Linked DNA regions of Sminthopsis crassicaudata: region 1 is linked to region 2. The links are chromatin contacts, called in public Hi-C maps. All regions are on one chromosome and are shown on one strand. The core of a region is the stretch at or near the end of the contact, and the rest is flanking DNA. Distances in the headings are between cores, read along the strand shown.

Region 1 (7,391 bases), core at 2,385-4,884, 380 kb after region 2:
AAAAACAGAAAAATTTATACATTATAAAGAAAAGCAACTTTGAATATTTTTAGAATTCCAATTAATATAAAAAAGAACACACAATCCACTTCCAACCAAAGAGATGACAAACATAAAGTGAAAAACGAGAAATAAATTTTGGACATAATCAAAGTGGTAATGTTTTGTTGGACTGTATATTTGTTAAGAGTTTTATTTTTGTTTTTATTGTTCAATGTAGGGAGAGGGAAGTGGAAAGAAGAGATAATACATTTGTGTAGAAGAAAATAAAGGAAGGAAGAAAGGGAGAAAGAAAGGAACAAAGAAAGGAAAAGGAAGAATTTGTGAGGAAAGTTCTATCATCATCATCATCCAGACAGATGTCAAAGGGGATAAATGACCTGGAAAAGTCTACTTATTAATATATACACACCAGAAAACTAACTTTGGCCTCAGCCAAACAGCAGTGTTGCAACAACATTAAATTAAATACATGCTAAAAACATGTGTATACACATAAGATTCATGGCATCGCATACAATCTATTCTATTCGTTTTATCTGGAACTGTTCATGCTTGTCATTTGTAAACTTCAAAATGCTTAAAAAAGAAATGAAAAATGGAACTAAACTCACCATAAGACATTCCAGTAATATAATTTCCAGGTAACTTTGAACTGAAATTCTCACATCCAAACCCAACTGCTCATCTTTCCATTTCTCTTCCTACTCATATTTCTTAATTACTGACTTCAAGGCTTTTGACTCACCCCTCTTCTCCCACTCCACTATAGCTACATTTTACAGATCTTTTAGAACTAGCACTGTCCGCCACTTCAAATTTGCCCTGCCTATAAATACTCTGGAATTGCTATCTTCCTTGACTTTCTGTTGTTCCCAACTTGGGAGGGGGATGAAATTCTCTTTCTGTTACAAAGCAGATGAACACTAGAAAAAGTCATAAAATGAAGTTTATTTCACTCACTATATCACTCATCTAAATATTACCAATCTAAGTTCAAAGTATACTCTGCTCCATCAACACTTACTCCCCTCTCACATCCAAGCCTTTGTTTACACTTTTACCTATATTTACAATTCAATTCAACAAGTATTTATTAAATGCCACGCATGTAAAAGACATTGTGTTTATAAAGTGAAAAACAGAACAGTGCTAGTCCTCAAAAAACTTCCAGGGTTACACAATGTGTTCCCAGTAAATGCAATGTAATGGAGGGAAACTAACAACTAAGGTGAAGAAAAAAAATAAGGAAAAGCCTGTCAAAGAGGAGGTGACATAGGAGCTCAACTCTGAAAGCAAAGGATCACAAGAGGCAGAATTGATGAGAGTATTCCAGGTATGAGACAGCTTGTGTGAAGACAACAAGGTTGACGATGTTCTATCATGTCTCTTTATTAAACACTTCCAAGTTTATTTTATATCTGTGACTTTAAATTGAGCCTCAGAATAATCCTGTGGAGAATGTACTACAGTTATCCTAGGACTACAAATAAGGAAGATGAAATTGACTTGTCCATTGTCATACAGTTAATAAAGTAATATTTGAAGGCATGACTAAAGTCGGGTACTCTCCACTAAGTCATGGTACTCCCACAAAAGTTGGACTAGGTATATCTAAGGATCTTTCCAATTCAGATTATGTGTTTCGGAAATATCTATTCTGAATCGCTACTTGCTACTATGGCTGCAACACAAGGACCTTTACAAAAAGTCTCTATGAAGAATGTACTTTGAAAGTTCATTGGTAAAGTCCATCTCCAGATTCCATGTATGGCAGATAGGTGAAAACTTAGAAAGTTCCCTAAAGGAAATACATCTCAAAGTTCAGTACTTCTAACAGTAAAATGAAGACTAACTGCCAATAAATGTTCCAAAGTTATTTTTCCAATAGTTTGATAAATCATATGTCTATCCGTCCACAAATGCAAAATGCATGTCAAGCTGTCCAGAGATAGGGACACATCCTAGAATCTCACAACAGAGTTAAACATGCTGGCATCAAAACTACGCTGAAAAACACCATGCCAACTGAGCAAATTAGTCAAAGAAACCTACAATGTACTGAGCTTTCTTAAAACCACACAGAACTCATGGACTTAGGTAAACTTCTTATTCCAGAACTGAATCTTTAAAAAGCAATGTTAACCATTAACGTTTTTATCAAATAATGTACAAATCCAATTTTGCAAAATTATTTTATAGGCCAGTTTTCTTTCAAGAAATTAGAAACATTCATTTTTTAAAGCATTTCATGCAAAAAAAATTTTCAAAAACACAGGTTTCTGCACTTACAAAAACACCTTAAGTTTGAAATTTCACGTCTAACATTCATTCAACTTTTCCTGCCAATGACTGTTCTACATAAACTTTAAATTTTTTTCTATGAAAAAACTGACATTTTCCCCATTCCTGGAAGATTTTAGTCTTCTAAATTTCTCATAATGCAATGCTATAACTCTACCATTCAAAGTTTTCAAAAGATACTCAATACCTTCTTTGGGGATGGGGGAGGGGGAAGAAAGCAAATGTTTGAACAGGATGAATCTAGAACTATCTTAAAAGAAGCTTGAGTTAGCTACCAGATGCTAGGACAGTCCTGTCTATAGTTTTACAAAGAAGCTTTGAAAGGAAAGCATCAATCCCTCCTAGTCTGGGGGTGTTGGCCCAAGAGGCAGCAGCAGGTCCCCCCTATGGTGAGTTCTGGGGACACTGCCCCGGAGGCAGTAGTGGATGCCCCAGGGTGGGTTCTGGGGGGCAAAGGCGGGAGTACCTTGAGTCGTTTGACCACCTCGTCGTTGGTGATCTTGTCGGTGATCTCCTTCACTCCTGGGGGGTAAGCGATCTTGGCGTCCGAACTGCCCAGGCCCAGGCCCGAGGGCGGCTTGGGCTGCACAGGGGGGAAGTCCATGGTGGGCACAACTTTCTCCAGCGCTCCTCTACCGGCCTCTATCGGTCAGAAAACAAAAGTTCAGCGGGAAATGGACGACTTTCTAACCTCTTTTTCATTTCAAACCCCAAATCCGAGAGGGCCCAGCCGACGGGGGGAAGGGGCAGCGCGGCTGGGGCCCGGGGGCTGCAGGGGCGCCGTTCCTCTCCTCACTTCCCGGCCCGGCGCCCCGGTCGCGCGACTCTCCGGCCGGCCCATGCCGGGACTTCCCCGGCGCCGGGTCCACAATGAGGTCGGCACCGGGTGCAGCCACCGCCCGGCGCCCGGCAGCTGCGGGTGGGGGCGGGGATCCCCGGGCCCGGGCCGGTGCAGCCTCTGCCGGGGCAGCCTCTGCCACGGGACAGCCTTCGGGAGAAGGCGAGGCCGAGGCCTAGGGGGCTCGGCTTAGGCCGCGGTCCCCCGCGTCCGCTCCGGCCGCCCCCCGCCTCCGTCTCGGAACCCACCCCCCACCCGGGAGCGACCGCGTCTCCCTCCGCGCCCGGCCGTCCCCAGCCTCGCGCCCCGGGCCGCCCCGGCCTGCCCCGGGCCCTCGGCCGCCGCCTTTACCTCGTCCTCATGCGGGCGGGTGGCGCGTGGTGGCGGTCCGCAGGTGGAGCCCCGGCCCGGCTGCCGCGCCGCGGGATTGCACACAAAGCGGCCCACGGTCCCGCCGCCGCCTTCCCCGGAGCGCCGCGAGAGAAGCCGCGGGCTCGGCGGGGGAGCCAAGCCGAGCCCAGAAGCAGAGGCGCGCAGGGGCGAGCGGCGAGTGAGCGAGGGAGCGAGCGCGCGCTGCGCGGGGCCACACTGCCGCTCTCCGACGGCCCGAGGAAGAGCAGCCGCCCAGGCCGCTCGCCGAGGCCCGGCCCGGCGCCCAGCCCGCCACAGCCTCCGTCAGCCCGTCAATCTCCGCCCCCGCCCCGGGCCGCCCGCCGAGCCTAGCCGCTCGCGCTCAGCCCCGGGGCCTGCGGGTCACGCGGCGGCGGCGGCGGCGGCAGCAGCAGCAGCGCGCGCCTCCCCTCCCCCCCGCCCCGCCGGGGAGCGTCGCCCCACGCCCTGCGGACAGCGCCGCCTCCCGATTGGCGCCAAAAGCTGCACGCCCGGAGACCCGAGGAGGAGGAGGGGGAGGGGAGGAAGCGAGCGGGCCGGGCCCGGCCGAAGATCCCGGGGCGGGCGTGGCGCTCATTCCCCAGGAGCTAGGGGGCGCTTCGTCAGGGGACCCGAGAGCGCTGCGGCGGGCAGCCTCTACCCACGAGGAGCCTCCTCTGAGGCGGCCCCTCTCGCCCTCGGCTCAGCAAGGACCCCGCAGGTGAGCGGGGGGCGCACGGGCCACAGAGGGAGGAGAAAATTCTCCGACTCCGCAGCCAGGGGGTGAAGAGAACGTGCCGAGAGCGGCTCAGGGACTGAATTAGGGGCGCGAGCCGCCCGGTTCCGCCAACTAAGAACTGAGAAGGCGAAGGGGACCCCCTGTTCTCCCTGGCTGCTGCCCTCAGTCTCGGCGCCCATCGATTGTTCCCCATCCTTTTCTTTGGTCTTGGAGGGAGAGGCGCTCGGGCATCCGCACGCTTATCATTGAGAGCACAAAGCCGGGATCGGACGCGCTCGGCCCTCACGCTCTTCACTCCGGATCCGTGCAGGAGCCCGGGCTCCGGGCTTTGTTCCGGGCCCCGGACGGCTCCTCCGGAGCCGCTCTCCGGGACTCGGTGCGTGAGCCACTCACTCCGGAACACTGTTTCCCAGCCCCTGCATCTCTTGTGTTATGTTGTAACTAATTAAGGGATACTGTTCTTTCTGTGCCAGTCTTAAGTGCGATGGTTTGTATCCTTTCTTCCGTGAGCTTCCCGGGTTACTTATCTGCACATACACGGGAACGTTAAGCTTTATCGTCCAGAACAGTAATGAATCGGTATGGTTATTAATAATTATGCATAATATAATCAATAACCCTAATAGCATTAATGTGATAGCTCCATTGTAGACGTAGAGAAGAATCTTTCACATCGCCAAGCACTTAAAAAGCTGGTTATCATAAATGACAGTGGGCAGGAATGTCTTAACCCTCTGGTTTTTAACCTTATCTTCTGGTATAAAGCTCTTAAACTGTCTCCCAACCGAATGTGGGGTTCATAAAATTATCATCTATCATCAGTAAATGTTCTATTTGCATGCCTGTTTCAAGTGCCTGCGTCCCCGGTTCTTAGGCAAACAAAAGTGGGAAAAGACTAGGAAGCTCTGTTCCTAGTAGAGTCAATGAGAAAAGATGCAACCATTTAAAACAAGGTTTATAACGAATAATTTAATGAAATCAGACAATTTTTTAAAATGCAAAAGGGTTGCTTATTGAAATGAATATGTTTGAGTCTTGTTTCTGATATGATCCTTCTTCATTCCTAACGTTTACTTACCTTAAACCAGATTAGTTACATTTGTAATTATGAGGGAGAAAAAGGAAAGTGTGACAATGCAAAATACTCAAATAATAATGCCAAAAAAAAAAAAATACTCAGTGATTAGTGGAATTGGGTTCTTATCTAATCCCTGATTTCTCCTTCTGACTTTGGATAAGTTTTTTAAGTGTTTGGTTTCCTTATAAGTGAAATAAGAGAATTCCGACAGCTGACCTCTGAGATCCCTTACAGCTCTATATCCTAGCCTGTGAAAATGAGAATTGACTCCTCTCTGTAACATTTTTAGAAATTTATTTTCCTGTTGTACTGTAGTTATTGTGAAACTCAATAAAGTTTTAATATCTTCCAATCACGTTTCCAAGTGTTCCTGGAATCTCAGATTTGCTCTTTGGATAAGACATTTCAGTGCAGTACAATATTATTAAGAGGTTCTCCAATGACTATCAAATAACAGGAAAAATGAAGTCAATCACTATGGTCTGCTCTGACTTGAATGACTTTTTAGTTTCATATAGTAACTTAAAGTTTTTCTTTGCATTCTAAAATATTAATCTGCACAGTTAAGTGAACAAGTGATTATTAAACATCTACTACGTGGAAGATATTATGCTCAACACTGAGGGAGGTAAGAAAGGCTGCTAAGATCTAAAACAAAATCTGAGAAATAAAACAGTCCCCGTACTCACAGAGCTCATTATGGGGTAAGCGACATACAAAAAAATCTATGCACATACAAGACAGGATAAATTGGAGAAAATCAAAGAGGGAAAGAGTTATAAGCTTAAAGAGGCCCCAGGAAAGACTTCTCTTAGAGGATAGAATTTTAGTTATCACAAGAAGGAAACCACAAGGTGGAAGTAAGGAATAAGAGCATTCCAGGAATGGGGTAGGAAAGAACCAGTGAAAATGGTTGGATTTATAAGTTGGAGTATCTTATTTAAAGAAAAACAAATTCAGTGCAACTCTGTCAAAGAGTACACCATGGAGAAGAGGCTAGTGTGAGATAGTGCCTGAAAAAGCAGGGGGCAAGTTATGAAGGGTTTTGAACACCAGACAATTTTATATTTGTTCCTCATGGTGATCACTGGAGTTTGATGAATATCCTCAGATTTGCATGCTTACTATTTGCTCTCTCATTTAACCTACAAGGAAACCAAAGTGTTTATACAAAACCTTTTTAATTTAATATTGTCAAAATTATCCATTTTTGCATTTCATAATGTTCTCTAGTTTTTCTTTGGCTATAAATTCCTTCCCTTTCCCTTTCTGAGAAGTAATCTTATTCTCCTAATTTGCTTATAGTGTGTCTAAATCATGAACTCATTTTGGCCTTAACTTGGTATAGAGTTTTGGGTATTGGTCAATGTCTAGTTTCTGCCATTCAGATAGACGCCCAGATATTTTATATTATTTATAATTCTTTTAAATGGAATTTCTCTTTGCTTCTAATGGTTTTTAGTTGATTCTTTAGGATTCTCTAAGTATACCATCTTATCATCTGCAAAGAGTGAAAATTTTGTTTCCTCATTACCTACTCTAATTCCTTCAGTTTCTTTTTCTTCTCTTATTCTTAAAGCTAACATTTTAAATACAATCTTGAATAGTAATGGTGATAGTGAGCAACCTTATTTCACTCCTGATCTTATTGGGAATGCTTCTAGTTTATCCTGGTTACATAAGATGCTTGCTGATGGAAACCTGTAAGAATTAAATGAGAGACTTGTAAATCACAAAGTAGATGCCATAAAAATGCGTATTCCCTTCCCTTTCTCTCCCTTCACCTTCTCCATTTTGATAGCCGAATGGATGATAACCTGGAGTTGGGGAAGATTTGTGACAGACCAATCAGAAGACTATTAAAATAGTACAGAATAGTACAGGGCTTGTACCCATGGGACTCTTTAAAGAAAGGGTTAAGTGACTGCTCAGAGCCATACAGTTAGTATGATCAAGTATCTGATTTCAGATTGAACTCTAGTCCTTAACTACTGAGCCACCTCATTGCTCTTGTACATTTCCTTTATTGAGATAATTTTTGAACAGAATTAAAGTCCCAAACC
Region 2 (7,674 bases), core at 4,163-6,662:
GCACCTAGGTGGGGCTAGAGCCAATGAAAGGGTGAAGGAAGCAGGATGGAAGGATGTGACACTGGAGTCAGCGCTGCCTCCTCCTTGGAGGCCTCATCTCAAAGATCTATTTGCAGAGCTACAAGACCCTGACTCAGAGGATTGATCTGGAAGCCTCTTGTTCCCTCACCTCCGGCCATTCCTCCCCTCTACCTCACACTGCAGCATTCTCACACACTATTTTCATTCTCTTTGTTCTAAGAACACTACTTATTCCAATCAGGAACAAAGATGCTGGCTTAAGTAGGAATTTCCACATTTCAAGATCATCTGGGTTGGTCTTCAAGAACCTAGGCTCACTTGCCTAATTCTTTATATCAATGGCCCAATTAAATAAATTTCAATATAAAACCTTATCTATTAGCCACAGATTAAGGGGAAAAAAAAAAGAGAAAAGCCCCCAAATGACAAAAAGTATTTTTATTTTGACATCTGAATAAGTGTTGACTCCTCAGGACGTGGCCTTTGGCATCTGCAGAAAGAAAAATTCTTATATAGCTGACACAAGCCAATACACATGGGAAACATTTGCAGATCAATGAAAGGAACCTGGAAACCCATGACAAAGAATGTCCCAATCTTGTCTATGTAACAGAATATACAGCCATGGGAAAATATAGTATTTATGCAGTGCTTCCAAGTTTTCAATAGACTTTCTATGTTATCTCCTTAGCCATCTTAACCATTTAGAAACAGTAATTAATGATTTGTATTAGAGAAAGTGCAGCTCAGCTCATTAACTTTAAAAAAAATTGAATAAAAATCTGTTGACCCATCTTCAGAAGTTTGGAAAACATTGCTATCTACTGTCTAAAATCACTAAGCTCAAATGTATTCAAGTCATAAAACCCATGCTCTGCTTTACCTTTCCCAACTTATTCATTCATCAGCTTGTTGCACTGTGCCTTTCTCAGAAACATAGATACCATCCAAAAATTTTCTGATATCCTTGTTTTTGACTGTGGTGGCTTGCTGGATCAGGGCAGCTAAAAGAACACAAGAGAAAAAGCAGAATTCAAGATTATTAGCCAAATTAACATTGCAATATTCTTTTTGCTGAACCCTCAACCTAGACTAAAACAAAACAAAAAAAAAAAAAAAAAAAAAAAAACCCACCACTCCTTTTTCACATGAGCTAATAATTAAAATTTCTAGGGGATGAAACACAGAAATTATCAAATAAAACCCAGAACCAGTTGCTCTTCTAAGGCCCACTATAATTTTGTTAGACCTAAAATTAAGTTCATTCCTGCATTTTTTTGGAATATTAATGATGTACTATGTTTAATACATTAACCTATATGACACAGATCAAAATATATTTAAAACCAAAAATATACTAACCTGAGTTTGACACAAGTTCAATATCATTTCCTTCAAGAATTAACTCATCTTTTTGGGCTTGGGAAACAGCACAAGCAACACCTAATATGGAGAAAAAAAAAGGAAAAAATAGGTTTATACAATCCTTAAGTACAACAAATATAGTTCACTAGTTTCTACATTTAATGCCTAGCTTGGATTAACAGGAGGGATTTTGAAGTTATACTAGATTATAAATTGCAAAGAAGATACACGAAGCTGGAAGTTGAGAATATTCAGTTTCAGAAAACAGTTAAAGACTATCTACCAAGTCATAGGGAAATTACAACTACAAAAGCAGCTGACACCCTGGTGTTTGAATACATGAGCTTTCTTCATAATAACACTATAGGGTAATAGCATTATTTTTCAACTTAGAGACAGGAAAATAGAGATTAAATAAAGAAAACTGAATATAAAGTAAAAAAATTTCAATTGAAATCCCATCTCAATGATTATATAGTACATAATCCTGAGCACTTCTTTTAATCTATCCAGTAGTCTTCTCATCTGTAAAATGAGGAATTGGATGTAATGACCTCTATGATCTTTTTCTTTGAGGACAGGCATAAAGCTCTGCACACAAAAAAAGGAACATAGTAATCGTCCTAATATATGACTCAGATTCAACTCCATTTATTATAAATGCATTCCTCTCTCCAAAATGTTAAGTTTTTTATATCTAGGCTATTGTAACAAAGAAATAATCCAACAACACAACAAAAAAATACTACACTTTAAAGTCTTGTTTATTATTCAAATGCCTAAATTTAAAAAAAAAAAATTACAGCCCAGAGGTCATTCAGTTCATCCCGTTATAATTGGGAAGCTGAAACTCCCAAAAGCAAAGTGCCATGGACCAATTGCCCCAATCATTCAATTACTCAGTCCATGTGTGGAAGACATTGAGAATAGACTGACATAGGAAGAGCTTGCATAAAAGATGAATACCGCTTAATAAACAGATGTTACTCCTAACCTCTGCAGAATTAGTACTGGATAAATAACATATGACTAACTGCACCCAATAACCTTATAACCTTCAAACCTCAAGCTGTTCACAGCATTGTACATAAGGAAAAATTCTCAAAGGAAATATTCTTAGAACCATAGTGGGAGTAATAAACATTTATAGGTTTTGAGAGAGAATTTTATTTTTGAAGCTAATTGTTTGCATGTACTTTTTATAACACAGAATGCAAAATCCCAATATAGACGATCCTCCATTAACAAAAGTTGGTACAACAGCAGCAAGCTTATACGAACTTCACTAGCCTCAATTGCCCGTGATGCAATGACAAGACATAAATCTTGTGTTCTTGTGCTCTAACATTTCTGAAAATCTAGCTCACAGGACATACCTGGTCTCATGCGTACTCTTCGGATGTATTTCTCGCCCAAGAAATTTCTGATTTCAACAAGTGAGCCATTCTCTTGAATAACAACATTTATGGGGAAGTGAGCATACACAGACCTCATCTTGTAACGAAAACCCTGCATTAAAATCAACAAATTTAGAATAGCAGAATTTTGCAAAACAATTAAGCACTTTTCAAATTTATTTTCACTAAACGCCACCACAGAAACGTGGAAATTACTTTGGCAGCTGTAGTAGAAGGTAGACAGAGGCAGGGGGATGTCAGAAAGCAACTTCAACAACCCAGAAGAGAACTCATAAGGATTTGAAGCAGGAGGGTTATGAGGAGAAAGAAAAGAATGGATATGAAAGTGATGGAGAAATAATCATTGAGAGCCTCCATTTTTAACCCCCATTCCTTCAGAAATTCTTCCTAAATAAACCTGCTCAAACCCCTGGAGTTCCAAACTTGGATAAGCCTTTATGTACCAAACTTTCCCCCAATACAGACGTGCACACCCCACCACTCGGTGAGGTTATTTATCCTCCTTACCAGGGTGACGCCTTTGATCATATTTTGTACATGGCTACAGATTGTGCGCACGGTGGCAAGTTCTTTGCGATTTCCCCACCATTTGTCCACTCGGAGCTGAAACAGAAAGTCATTTCAGAAGACCATTTCCAGAGATTAATTGATCTAGTTTTTGTAATTCAACAGACATGGAAAACTCTCCATTTTTTTCTGTTCCCAATCCCTCTACAACTAAGTCTCTCTGAGGTACTGTAGTTAAAAAGCTCTCCACCCAATGAATGGCAAGTATTAATCAGTCTACACACATACAACCAGAGTGAGCAGGACACTAAGAGAAAATGGGACTGGGATCTCAAGTGGTCTAAACTTTATAGAAACCATCACTAGCGAGAACAAAGATAGGGGTTAATGACTACACATGAGGGAGTAACAAGCATGTTCGAAGCAACACAAAACATGACATTCAACACTTAAGCTCATGGATGCTCAAACAACAGCCTCCCACAACTTGATTACTTTAATGGAGTTATAGAGGAAATGCAGAATAATCAATTTCTGTAGCTTTTAAGTGATTTCATTCACACTTATCTGCCCTTTATTGGGAACTTTATTAAAAGGCGCATACAAGGAAAAATAAAATGGTTTCAGCTCTCACGGAAATTGTTTCCCTCACTAGAACTTCAAATAAGGACAAGTAATACTAAGCATTTAAGGACACACTGCTCTGGATTAAGGTTAATCTGGGCGGTGATGAGATTATGGAAACTGGCCCCAAAATAAAGAAAATAAAGGGGCAGAGACATAGTTAACTGACTGCTGCATTAAGAAACAGCTGAGTGACAGAACTGAAACCTTAAACCAGGATGCCCAGAATTAGTTTTTGCAGGGAGGAGGATGTAAATTACAGCGGAGCTTAGCCAGTTGTCCAAGTACCCAATGAAAGAGCCTGAGACGGGCTAGAAAGGGGAGTTTACATTGCAGTTCCAAACTGCAGCCTGAGGAACAGAGCCGCCACTTACACCCACCGGCTCCCACCCCGAGAGCGCCCCCCCCCCCCCCCGCACGGGGAGGCGGCCCCACTGGCAGGAATAGCCGCGTTACCCTTTTCTTCTTCTTCCCGAGGAGACTGAGCTCCACGTTGATGTGGTTGAAGTCTCTGCGGAGGACGCCTCGGGGGCCCTTCACGATTACTGTGCGACCTTTCAGAGACACGTCAACTAGGAGACAGAGACAATTTCAGGGTGAGAGCCCAGGACGGAGGCGACACACCCGCAGGGGGCTTCCCTGCACCTAAGGGGGCGGGAGAGCCCCTGGAGCGCAGCGCTCGGCTGCGGGCCCAGCACCGGAGGGAGCGGGCCTGACACCCGTGGCAGGACGCCTACAAGCAGCGCATGCGTGTGAAAAGCAGGCCTTTATAACTTTAGGGGGGTACCGCGCGCTCACGTTTCCATGTTTATTTGGAACTTATTATTAAAACAAGAGAGTAGGAATAAAGAGCACTACCATTCTCCGGGATGTCGACCGTCTGGTTACTGAGGATGGTCTTCATTCTGAAAAACAAAAATGGAAATCAGCGTTGCCGGAGCCGCGCAGAGCCGAGAGTCAGGTTCGCCCGGGGGGGAGGAAGGACGTCGGGCGGCACGAGACCTTTCCTCCGGGCCCCACGGTGGGCCGCCACTCCTCCCGGCTCTTCCCCGCCGAGCCCGAGCCCGGACCGGAAGTTAATGCCGGCTCCCAGGCGGCGGACAAGAAGGCTGTTTAGAGGGCCTAGTAGAGGGTGGGAAGACCCACACAATGGTTACTGCACGGGGGAAGAGCCAGGGGATGCGTGTAGGGCCACCGGTCCCCAAAATTTGGCTTCCCAGAAGCGATGGACTCGGATGCAGAAAAGTCACATAAAACGGAGAGCGACTCACCTGGAGGTGAAATGGCTAAAGAGAGAACGTCTTCCGTCATCACGTTTTTGTATCTACGCGTACTAGCTACGTCTTGCGTCATATCAGCTCGACACAGCGGGATTATAGGAGCCAATCCCGGAGGGCCTCTCCTATCGCGAGCTCTTCTGTTTTTCACGTCTCCCCGCCCCTCAATGACGCATTTATCCTGAGACAACCGGCACTTCAGCCTTCCTGGTAAGTGATTGAGGATACTTCCGACGCGCGTCACTTCCCGCTCCGCTTGACAAACTTGGTGGAGCCTGGGCCCGGCCAGCCGGGGCTCTGAGCCTCCTGTCCCGGGATGTCTCTCCGCTGCGGCGGCGTCTCCGGCGTACTTGGGTCCCGGGTGAGTGAAGGACCCCGGAGAGGCCGCCAGGGAGGGCAGGTCCGGTCTGGAGCAGGCCCTGCTTGGTTTTCCCCACATCTCCCCGTTCCCTGAGAGGTTCTATCCTCCCGACCCAGCCCCGAGTCGCGTTCGTGACAGGGCCCTTGTTAGAGACGTGCGGGAGCCTCGGGGATAGACGTGGGCAGGAGGAAAAGCGGCCTCTTGGGGTCTCATCTAGGGGCCTAGGGAGGCCCCTCGTTCCGCTGTCAGCATTGGCCAGATCTCGGCCAGGAGCCGGCCCTCTGACCCACAGAAACGTGAATGTCACTTGTGGGGAGGGCTGGCTCAGGGATGCAGCTTACCCTGCTGAGGAAGCAAAGTACCGATAACTATGTTACAGAGAGAGAGAGAAAATAACGAGCACGATGTTTTACTTTTAAGTGTATATATACACACATGTGTGTACATGTATACAAACACGCACATTACATGTATACATGAATATGCAAATAAGTCCATAGGTACGTGTATACATAAATATATGCATAAGCATGTATACATAGATATGTGTGTGTGCATATGCAAATTTAAGTGCAAATACATAAATACAGGTACGTACATATATAAATATGTGTGCATAAATACGTATATTGTACATAAAATGTGAATAAACGGGTATTTATATGGATACATGTAAATGTATACGTGGTTATGTGTATTGCATATGTGTATATATATATTGGTGAATACTTTGTTCAAAATATAGGCTCGTGGTAGATAGTAATAATGTGTTAATTTGCAAGAATAATGTTCTTATGTGTGTAGCAGCTTCTTCAGGCTTCTAATTTTATAAAATACAAACTCTTGCTATTAAACATAAGTGAAGAAAAATACCTTATTTAGATGTATCGCTAGTAATTAATCACTTTTGAAGCAATTTCACATATATCCCAGAATCAAAATAGTATTTATCTAAAAGAAGGAATTTCTTTTTCAAGAATGTGTTGGTCAAGATGGCCAGTGAGCTCTTTCCAATTGTGAAACTTTGTTTTTGCAGTAGTTTATTCATTTCTCTTACATAATGAAGTATTAACTTCAGATATAGAGACTCACAAATGTAGCTAAATGAGACTTAAAAAGAAAAATTCTGAATGTGGAAATTTGTTTTTAATGACAATTTTTTTACTTTCAAATATCTACATTAACAGAGAACTTCAATGAAGCTAACAGGATGTTTCTAAGAAAGTAGAACTTGCTTTAATAAATACATAATTCAATAGCAAAATAAGCTTTAATTGAGCTTAGAATCCAGTTGATAAGTATTTTACATAAGTGATATCCAGGTGATGTGTATGTGTGTGTGTGTGTGTGTGTGTGTGTGTGTGTATATATATACATATATCCAGGCATATACATTTTGCCTGTTTTACTTAGTATTTATTGGCAGTGTGTGTTTTTGTGGCTTAGATTGTGAACTACTAGAGTAGAGACAGCTTTTTTTTTTTCTAAATAGTTTCTATTCTGGGTAGTAGATATAATTTATTGCTGAGATAATTTCCTATTAGATAAATTTAATGAGCTGCTTTGCATAAAAAAAATAACACAATTAACTGGTTAATTCCCTAGGTACTTGGAAACTATTTGTACAGCCGGTACAAAACATTAAGTTCTTTGCCAGACAAAAAGAAAGAGCTCCTACAGAATGGACCAGATCTTCAGGATTTCATATCTGGTGACCTTTCAGACAAGAAGACCTGGGCTGAATATAAAGGAAATTTGAAACGTCAGAAAGGAGAGAGGTAGGTTGTAATTTCTAGCAATCTGAATGTCCTTTACATTGGCATAATAATTTGTCTTTCATTATAGTTTTGAGTATTGAATGTTTTATTAGGTCTAGACTGGGACCTTCCCTTTTTATTACAAATTCATTAAGTGACCTAAATCACTCCGAAGTGATAAAAGTGCCAACTTCCACTAGGAGAGATCTAGAGTGAAGGAAAATTTTTCTTACCTTAGAAATACAAAATAAAATAATTTAATAGCAATTTTTGTTGAGAGTTTTATTTTCTAATAGTTTTATTTGGCTTTATTTAGGCTAAGTTTGCCACCATGGCTAAAAACA

Evidence for each region. Hi-C and Micro-C count contacts between places; a contact is called where the count stands out from the background.
Region 1: a Hi-C map of hippocampus shows a contact between it and region 2, with 2.7 times the contacts expected there. The contact joins the promoter of PDS5A here to the promoter of LIAS in region 2. A contact is called at or near these places in 2 of 2 Hi-C or Micro-C datasets (fibroblasts and hippocampus).

Annotation. Positions count from the first base shown.
Region 1 is chr6:30,129,576-30,136,966 of ASM4859323v1, forward strand. PDS5A (PDS5 cohesin associated factor A) reads right to left here and starts at 3,635. Exons shown (of 33, transcript XM_074274573.1): 1 at 3,494-3,635; 2 at 2,771-2,946. The coding sequence starts at 2,908.
Region 2 is chr6:29,751,136-29,758,809 of ASM4859323v1, forward strand. It overlaps LIAS (lipoic acid synthetase), which reads left to right and starts at 5,413. Exons shown (of 11, transcript XM_074276687.1): 1 at 5,413-5,573; 2 at 7,179-7,351; 3 at 7,647-7,674. The coding sequence starts at 5,529. RPL9 (ribosomal protein L9) reads right to left here and starts at 5,002. Exons shown (of 7, transcript XM_074276688.1): 1 at 4,794-5,002; 2 at 4,392-4,507; 3 at 3,312-3,407; 4 at 2,763-2,895; 5 at 1,384-1,464; 6 at 905-1,025; 7 at 445-511. The coding sequence starts at 4,839. The coding sequence ends at 919.